Linked DNA regions of Mus musculus: all the other regions are linked to region 3. A link is a contact called in public HiChIP or PLAC-seq data. All regions are on one chromosome and are shown on one strand. Each heading gives the region's core, a stretch centred on a gene start, on an enhancer-like site or on the middle of the called end of the contact. The rest is flanking DNA. Distances are from core to core; before and after follow the strand shown.

Evidence for each region. HiChIP or PLAC-seq counts read pairs in DNA pulled down with a chosen protein or histone mark.
Region 1: a contact with region 3 is called in an H3K27ac HiChIP or PLAC-seq map of regulatory T cells, with 10 times the contacts expected there. The contact joins two enhancer-like sites. A contact is called at or near these places in 2 of 15 datasets of contacts at CTCF or cohesin (CD8 T cells and the NIH/3T3 cell line), 18 of 484 Hi-C or Micro-C datasets (the C10 cell line, CD4 T cells, CD8 T cells and 8 more), 10 of 115 datasets of contacts at active chromatin or transcription factors (the 230-238 cell line, CD8 T cells, Th17 cells and 4 more) and 3 of 9 other capture datasets (adipose tissue, liver and pancreatic islet).
Region 2: a BATF HiChIP or PLAC-seq map of CD8 T cells shows a contact between it and region 3, with 8 read pairs. The contact joins two enhancer-like sites. A contact is called at or near these places in 1 of 15 datasets of contacts at CTCF or cohesin (the NIH/3T3 cell line), 1 of 484 Hi-C or Micro-C datasets (cerebellum) and 3 of 115 datasets of contacts at active chromatin or transcription factors (CD8 T cells, Th17 cells and regulatory T cells).

The regions. Positions count from the first base shown.
Region 1 is chr8:81,781,149-81,784,445 of GRCm38.p6, forward strand. All of the region lies in intron 7 of Inpp4b (inositol polyphosphate-4-phosphatase, type II), which reads left to right. Among named protein-coding and RNA genes, the nearest start is that of Gm25267, 370 kb to the right of the region's middle. Within about 2 kb of position 1,848, at least 27 of the 459 cell types and tissues checked have an H3K27ac peak or open chromatin away from gene starts, as enhancers often do. A contact at or near this core is called in CD8 T cells, the G1E-ER4 cell line, Th1 cells and 5 more, where this site is marked.
Region 2 is chr8:81,879,933-81,882,954 of GRCm38.p6, forward strand. All of the region lies in intron 8 of Inpp4b (inositol polyphosphate-4-phosphatase, type II), which reads left to right. Among named protein-coding and RNA genes, the nearest start is that of Gm25267, 270 kb to the right of the region's middle. Within about 2 kb of position 1,764, at least 9 of the 459 cell types and tissues checked have an H3K27ac peak or open chromatin away from gene starts, as enhancers often do. A contact at or near this core is called in CD8 T cells, Th17 cells and regulatory T cells, where this site is marked.
Region 3 is chr8:81,496,468-81,499,373 of GRCm38.p6, forward strand. All of the region lies in intron 2 of Inpp4b (inositol polyphosphate-4-phosphatase, type II), which reads left to right. Among named protein-coding and RNA genes, the nearest start is that of Gm51582, 160 kb to the left of the region's middle. Within about 2 kb of position 1,469, at least 25 of the 459 cell types and tissues checked have an H3K27ac peak or open chromatin away from gene starts, as enhancers often do. A contact at or near this core is called in CD8 T cells, the G1E-ER4 cell line, Th1 cells and 5 more, where this site is marked.

The DNA.
Region 1 (3,297 bases), core at 598-3,097, 290 kb after region 3:
AGTGTAAAGATGCCACATATATACGGCTCCTTTCTATCAAATTTATTTTCATTATGATTAATTTCACATTCAGATGGAAAACCTATAAGGGCAAATCTAAGAAGTCATTTGGAGGTAGACACAGGAAGTGAAGAGAGAGTAACAGACATACCTTGTCTTCTAGAAATATTAGTCTAACAGTTGCATAAGTGATTAGTTACCCACATTTCTCTCTTTCTCTCTCTCTCACTCTCTCTCTCCCTCTGTGTGTGTGTGTGTGTGTGTGTGTATCACACACACACACACACACACACACACACATGCACACACAAGTGCATGACTACAAGAGAGGTTCCACTTTTCTAGGGCTTTGTGTTTCATTATCAAAGAAAGGTTTCATCTGCCCTCTCTCTGCTAGGAAGCACACTCCCATGCCCTCCTTGAGTCTCATTAGCCAGGACTCTGCCTGATGTGTCTATCCTCCCCTCTTTGAACTAGGAAGTATGAAACACAGCAAAGTGGAATGATTTTGGATTAAGAAAGTAACAGTGGGTTTGAAATAAAGATAAGGGAGGTAGCTTACAGAAGTGACCTTGAAAAAGGAAAGATTTTTTCAAAAACAAGAAAAATAGGATGAGGAACTAGTCCATGGTAAGACTAGAGCCTTGAAACACAATGGCACATTAGGAATTAGCAGTGGTTGGGCTCTGTTACAAGTGAGGACTCATGACTCTAGCTGCATATATATCAAAAGATGGCCTAGTCGGCCATCACTGGAAAGAGAGGCCCATTGGACTTGCAAACTTTATATGCCCCAGTACAGGGGAACACCAGGGCCAAAAAGGGGGAGTGGGTGGGCAGGGGAGTGGGGGTGGGTGGATATGGGGGACTTTTGGTATAGCATTGGAAATGTAAATGAGTTAAATACCTAATTAAAAATGGAAAAAAAAAGAAAAGAAAAAAGAAGGAGCAAGGCAGAAGATAGCAGAAGTGAAACTCAGATTATAAAAGTTTTTCAGATGGAGATAATGGGATAGACTGCCAGATCTGCAGAGATCAGGAAGGTGAATAACACTGCATTTAGTGATTTGCTGTCACTGACCTCTCAGAAAATCCTTAGTTAAAGAGTGGCTGAAAATTAAAGGGAGTGATAAGACCACCAAGGCTGAATCTCAATCAGAAGTGGAAGGATGTATGTCAGGGGGAACATGGAAAGATATCACTATCTTAGCCTGTACTGATAACATATGGTCATGTGTCTTAGGCCATGGAGCAACCTGGGCTGAGTTCACATAAATCTTGGAGTAGTACAAAGTAGCATTCAAGAGGAGAGAGCTGGAATGTCTTAGGAAAGATTTTAGACTAATTATCCAAATTTTACTTTGTAAACTTTAATTTGCAAACTTTCATATGCAACATCAATTATGTTTCAATTCCTTTTTTGGATCACTTTTCCAAATAAAATATAATAGTATGCCCACTTTGGACCTAGCTCATTTAAGAGACAATTTATTAGGATATGGGGGAAGTTGACCTGTTTATAAATAGTTCTTTGGGGGCTAGCTCAGTCTTCTTTGTCAGAAGTTCAATCCTGTAGCAAACACCAAATACAAACCAGCAGCTGTAGTCCAATTCTGAAGAAACCACAAGGCTCACCAACCAACTTGAGGCCACTGAAGCAGCAAGAAGTCAAGTCACAGGAACCTCACGAGCAGTTCTTTGGCAAGTTTCTCTAAATGGCAGCATTACCACAAATGGGGCTCAACAATACTAGGAAAGTTGAACCAACGCATATGTGTCTTTAACGAACAGGCAGAGCAAAGGAAGCCAATGCTCGATGCTCCCTCCCCCACTGTCTGTGGGGTTATATTTGCACTCCTTCATCATGGCTCCTTTCATGTGTCTGCTATAGCAAAACATCCTTCCACCTGTGTGGAAGACAGTCCTCTCCAGCAAAACATCCTTTCACTTGTGTGCCCCAGCAAAACATCATTTGAAATAACTGACTTTCCAAACAATCTAGAAGTTTCCACTTCAAGTATCATTGTGGCTCTTCAGGTGTGAAGGAGACCAGGCTGTCTAGTTATCTCTTCCTATTTACACTGATAACACAAATTTTTCTGACTAGTTAGATAAAACCAAGGCTACAAAGTAAACATGGAAATGGATAGAAGGATAGAAGGAAGACTGAGCCAGAAATGTCACTTGGCAGTGGCATGCATGCCATTTGCTTGAATCAGCTCAGCAACACTGCAGTCTGGAAAGCTCCCCCTTTTATTACAAATCAATGTCACTATTTTACGTCTTCAAAAATATTCACTTTTGCTAATGACAAATCCAGCTCGTTTACATAAGTGAATGTTAACATGAAAGCACACTGATTCTTTAAAAAGCACTCTGACATTACTGTTAAGCTTGTGCATTGGATTAATATCTGGGCTCCAATCTTTGATTTTGTGAACAGGGGCCAAGTCACTTAGTGTATCTGGATTTCCATTGACAAGTTAGTATAACGAGGGAGAACTAGAATAAGTTTGTAAAGACAAAGTAAAGATCATCATTGCAAAACAGTCGCTGTTCAATAAGAACAAGTTGTTGTTACTGCAGGCCTTCATCTTCTATAATTAAAACAATTGCTACATGTTTTTATTAAGTAGGGCAGGGCAGGCTCTCAGGGGCACATAGAGAGATCAGAGGACAACTTTGAGGTCTGGTTTTCTCCTTCCATCATATGAGTTTCAGGTTAAACCAAGGGCATCAAGCTTGGCAGCAGGTGTATCTTCCCTCTGAGCCATCTCATTAGTTCAGTCTTTTATCTTCAGTTGTACTTAATCCTGTAATTAACAATGGAAAAGTGTTTGTTTTAATAATAACCAGAGAAGGTTTCTTTTTCTTCTTCTTCTTCCTCTTCTTCTTCTTCTTCTTCTTCTTCTTCTTCTTCTTCTTCTTCTTCTTCTTCTTCTTCTTCTTCTTCTTCTCCTTCTCCTTCTCCTTCTCCTTCTCCTTCTCCTTCTCCTCCTCCTCCTCCTCCTCCTTCTCCTCCTCCTCCCTTCTTCTTTGAACTATTATTATTATTTTTATTATTATTAATTATTTCAATTCTCACTATCTTTCCCAAGCTAATTTCAAACTCGAGTTTAAGTGAACCTCCCTTCAATTTCAGTCTCACAAGAATATAGTAGCTGGAACTACAGTCATGTGCCACCATGCTCAGCTATTTATATTTTAAGAATGCAATCTTCCCCATACTGACCATCATAACATTGCATTTTTCACATACTATGCTCTATCATGCCAACTAACAAACAAGCATGATGG
Region 2 (3,022 bases), core at 514-3,013, 380 kb after region 3:
GTATATAGGCTAAACCACAGAGACCTACTGGACCTAATCCTCCACTACTTGCTTGGAAGACTTCTGTGGTTATGAATATTCATGTCTGCCGTTCAGAGTGCAGACATCTTCAGTTATCTTCCTACATGGACTTCTCACTTCCATACAACCCGGGTTAACCCTACAGTCTAAATATATGAACCAGGAAGACTCACCTTCCCTGCTACATATGGCCTTTGTTTATTTTCTTGTCCAGATGAGATTTTTCATTTCCTAGCTACATGTCTAGATGGCTTAGATGCAGAGTGTGTTTCGCAGCTGCAAATCCCTGAGTGTGACACCGGAACTGCTTGATATTCACAGAACCTGACAGTGCTAATGATGGCTTTCCCCTGGATGTTTACAGAGGCATTTGTTAGTTTGCATTGCAGTGGCATTTCCAGAAGAGAGGAGTTATTTACATTTTGATGTTTAACATCTTCAGGAGTGTTTTTTTCTCTTCTTTTTCCTTTTGATCTGTTAAAGGATGGCAAAATATGTAGGGCAGAAACTCAGAGAATGAGTGTCATTAACGACTGTTTTACATTTCCTCTGTCTTCTAAAAACAGATGTATGTTCAGCATGTGCGATTGAATATTTCATTAGGAAGCACTGGGTGGTTATTTTAAAGGTAGATTTTTAAGAGCCTCCATTAGTGTTGTACTCCATGTCTCAGAATGCCTAGGTAGGAAGGGTGTGTAGATTTGTGTTGCTGAAATCGTCATTTCTTTCTCTTCCACACATTATCACAGTTAAATATTTAAGTTCCTTCGATGACAGAAAGGGACTGGATATTTTGGTGGGAGCACTGAGCATCGCAGGGGGTGTGAGTTTTCCCTCTCTTTCTTCTTTTGTGCTTTTCTTGGTTTTAATGAGCCAGCAGTGCAGCACACAAAAGGCATGATTTTGCCTCTTCATGTGTGGTGGGATATTTGGAAGGCATTGTGAAATGGTATGAAGAGTACTGTTGAAATAAAAGAAAATTTGGGTTTGGTTCCCAATCTGAAAAACAACAGCAACAACAACAACACAAAATCCATATATTTCTAAATCTTTAAGAAGTTTGTTTGTTTGTTTTCTAACCATCTTTAGGTACATGAACTGTGGCCAACTAAGAGGGCATTGATGGCTGTGCTCTGGGTGGGAAACTGTTGTAGAGCAATTAAGAATCTAAAATGAACTTTACATTTTAGCTCAATTAAAGGGCTTATCCAGATTTGGGGTGTCATGAATTCAGTTCTATAGTTTATAACCAGGTTCACCTCTGTGTGGCACAAATCTCAGGAGGGGGTGTGCACTTGTGAAAACTTTAAACAGATGCCTATGTAAAGCTTTATGAGATAGAATTAGATGTAGAATTTTAGTCAAAGCAAGAGCCTTACTCTTAATCCAATTAGTAGCTAAAAGAAGTATATAGGGCAGTGGTTCTCGACCTGTGGGTTACCACCCTTTGGAGGTTAAATGACCCTTTCATAGGGGTTACCTAAGATCATCTGGAAACACAAATGTTTTCATTATGATTCACAACAGCATAAAAATTACAGTTATGAAGTAGCAATGAAAATTGTATGACTGGGGGTCAGCACAACATGAGAAACTGCATTAAAGGATCACGGCATTAGGAAGGTTGAGAACCACTGTTACAGGGGCTAAGACAGGAAACACACAAGGCAGTAGTAGGTCACTGAGCAAGTAGCCAGATGTTTTTCAAAGGGAACAAAAGATCAGTGGTTCAGAAATATACAAGTAACCATGAAAGTGGGTGTGCACAACCTCTGCCCCTCCCCCACAAAAACACCCCTTCACACATACACACCTCGTGCATTGACTATTCATCTGCTTTAGCATTTAGAGAAATCTCTCTTGGATTGCAAAAGTGAGTCATTTGTTCCCCACCATTAGGATTTTAAACTTCACAGCAGAACTAAGCTCCTGTATGCTCTAACATTCAAATACTCCTGAAGATGCTATGAGATACCGTCATCTTTGGGCACAGTCTTTCTATCCATTTCAGTAACATTTCTGGGGTGAACTGCATTGAATGCGGTGCACACTAATGGGTGTAGAGTCTCTGTTTGTGCCCGCTGCTTCATAGTTGCTTCCATCAGGTTGAAGTGGAAAAGTAGCCACCTGTGTCATACAGAGGGCTGAACACCTTCCATTTATCATCTCATAGGAACCAGCCTACAGAAGAAGAATTGAGTCACAACTGAGGAAAGCAAAGCTTCCCTTGACATGCCCAACTCAGTCCTCAAGTACATATATGTACCCATTATGTCATAAATTCTTTTATTGCTCAGCCCTGGAAGAGAGAGGATGGGGGGGCATCTTCAGATGTAATGTGTGTGCTACTTGAGAGAGAAAATTCAGTGTTATACACAGGCATTGCATTTCTTAAAATTAGAATAGCTTAGTGTGCTCAAGCCAAAAACATTCAAATAATTATCTTTAAGAATTAAAAGCTATCTGTGTGATGGGTAATCAGTTTCATGGAGGAATATCTATACCTTTCAAGGAAGCAGTAATTGGTAGTACCTATACAAATAATGATTAAATCTTTATTCAGACATATGCTATTTTATGACTTGGAACACCTTGTTTTGACATATTTAAACAGAACATGATAAAGTGAATTATGTAAAATTTTCTCAGAATTAACATTAGTATTGTTTTCTATACTATGAAGATCATACTTCACACTCCCACACTTGCAATACACGGATATATACACACACACACACACATACAAGGTGAATTTTTTCTATTTTTATTTCAAAACTGAAGTTGATATTTTAATTCATATTGGTTTTACAATTATAAGAAGCATTTATTTCATATCTTAGTAAGACATTTAACATTTTATTTAACAATAAATCATATTTTTCAATGTGAAAAATGCTTATTTTATTGCAATGTGAGTTTGGTTGTACAAATATCAGTAGGACTTTTCTATTCCAGTTTCTTTAGGTACATTTTAATTGCTGCATTTTGTTTTACTAGAAGA
Region 3 (2,906 bases), core at 219-2,718:
GTAATTAAAGCTCTCTAAGCAGATGTTCTCTCTTGATTTACTGCTGGAAACTAGCCATCTCTAAGTAGTTTCAGCACAGTATCTATCAATAGAACTCCAAACTCCAGCTCCAGTTATCCATGATGTAACTTTCAATTTCAAGAGTGTCTGCTACCACCCACCCAATATCTGATCATGTTCCTCTCGTCCCCTCCATGTCCTCTTTCCTACTCAGGTCCCTCCCTTTCCCTTCTGCGATTGCTTTCTTCTTCCTCCCAAGTGGGATTGAGGCATCCTCACTTGCGCTCTTTGTCTTGTTAACATTTTTAAGGTATGAAGCTCTGAGGGCCAGCAGAAAGAATGGAAACAGATAACCTCAGGAGAGTGGAGATGGAGAATGTACCAGAGACCTGGGAGGTAGAAGACTTTCAGGACTCAAAGGGAGGGACATTAAAGTGAATGCCCTACAGTGCAGAGAGGGAACTCATAGAGCCCACCTGCAGCAGAGGTTGCCATCCCACAGTCAAAAACTCTGACCCATATTTTTTCCTGCCTGAAAGAACTGCAGGGACAAAAATGAAGAAGAGCCTGAGGTAAAGGAGATCCAGCAACAGGCCCAAATTGAGATCCAGCTCAAGGAGAGGTTCCAAGGCCTGACACTATTATTGAGGCTATGGAGAACTCACAAAAAGTGGCCTATTGTGACCACCCTCTGAAAGACCAAATAAGAAGTTGAAAGAGTCAGATGCAGATATTTGCACCCAACCAGCAGGCAGAAGCTACTGACCCCTGTGGTTGAATTAGGGAAAAGTTGGAAAAAGCTGAGGAGGAGGGTGATCCTGTAGAAGGACCAGCAGTCTCAGCTAACCTGAACCCTTGAGATCTCTCAGACACTGGGCCACCTACCTGGCAGCATATACCTGCTGATATGAGGCCCCTGACACATACACAGCAGAGGACTTACAGGTTTCCACTCAGTCAGAGAAGATGCACCTAACCCTCAAGAGGCTGGAGGCCCCAGGGAGTGGGAAAGTATAGTGGTGTGGGGAGCTGGGGATTGAGGGCATCCTTGTGAAGATGGAATGGGATAGAGAACAGTCAGAGAGTAGACAGGGAAGGGGATGACAGCTAGACTGTAAAAAAGGATTAAATGATTTATTTTTTAAAAAAGAGTGTCTACTGTGCAACAAGTTTCTATGCTTTGTCTCTTCTTGCTTCTTTATCTTGCTGTTTGACTCATCCTGTATTGCGGGTGACACCTTGAGTCCTCTTTGTGATAGACAGAGCTTCCTGTGTTACCCACTCTTACTGAGATATCTTCATTGGTTTTGGGGGTATTACTCTCTTTTTCTCTCAAGATCAGTCATGGCAACTGACTACTGAGTGCCAGGGTTTGCATATGTGTGTTTTCCACATGGCAGTGCTACAGACACTGATGGTTATGCTCAAATTTTGGCACAATGAGTGCTACCAGAACAAACAGAGACTGCGTGGTCCCTGTCATGTCTAGCCAACTCTTCACTACCAGAGTGTTTCCAGTGTTCTCTAAAGCTGTGTGGTTTGGAACAACAGCTTTTTGATCTCTAAGCAGAAAGTCCCTTTCTGTTTCAGTACTCATTACCTCTAATGGATATAAAGAACAGTGGTACACTTTCTTCCATTCTACTGGGGATGAGATAGGCTGCATAAAACTGAACCATTCCATAAGAAATTATATATATATGCATACACACACACACACACACACACACACACACACACACACACACACACACACACATAAACTATAAACCGTAAGCATCAGACCCCACCCATGCTCAATTATTTAATGGCACTCACTGGACTCATTGTGAAAACAGGGGGGGTACATTTTACTTTTGTCTTCCTGAAGCTCTTACCTTAGTCTTAATAATATGTTTAAGAAAAATCTTTTCACCTTTGCTACATACTGACCTCTTAACAGGAAATCTGGCTGATATAGAATCGATGTCCAACCATTTAATGTAACTGAGTGAAAAATTCATTACCTTTGTTCTATGATATTAACTCATCTTTTTAAAAAGAAGAAACTTTTTATTCACTGTGATGGAATTTTGAACACAGAATTATCACTTATGAGAAAGTGTCTCTGTTAGCAAAGATTAATGCTTCAGATAGGATTATTAAATTTTTTCTTGGGTTTAAAGTGACTGTGTCACTTTATGAGGGTTATTTTTTTTGCAGTCACTTCTGACAATATAGGACATCAGAAATATTTCAAAGTTTGTTAGCTAAATTATAGAAATAGGTTCACACATAGAGTAGGAGACAGTGTGCAGGCCACGTACTGTTCTCCCACACGCTCCACTTTAAGCGTGGTCTGATATCTTTTTTGTGTGTAGATGAGGGGTCAGTCCTAGAAGGAGTTAGGAAACCTGTTCTAAACAACACTTCTGTCTTAGTTAAGGTTTCATTGCTCTGAAGAGACACTATGACCAAAGCAACTCTTATAAGGACATTTAATTGGGACTGGCTTACAGTTTTAGAGGTACAGTCCATTATTATAGCAGAAAGCATGGCAGCTTTCAGGCAGACATGGTGCTAGAGGAGCCGAGAGTTCTACATCTTGATCTGAAGGCAGGCAGAAGGAGATTCTCTTCTGCAGGTAGCTAGGAGGAGGCTCTCTTCCATACTGAATGGAACTGAAGCATAGAACCTCAAAACTCACCTCAAAAACTCAGTGATGTACTTCCCCCAACAGGGTCCCATCTACTCCAAGAAGACCATACCTCCTAATAGTATCACTTCGCATGGGCCAAGCATGTTCAACCTTCCACAGCAGCATAGAAGTACTTAAAGTAGACTGAAATATTATCCCTGAGCAAGTTCTTCAAATTCAACTATTTTAGACATATTTGTCTCTGCTCAGCAAAGCTAGATATCAGTAT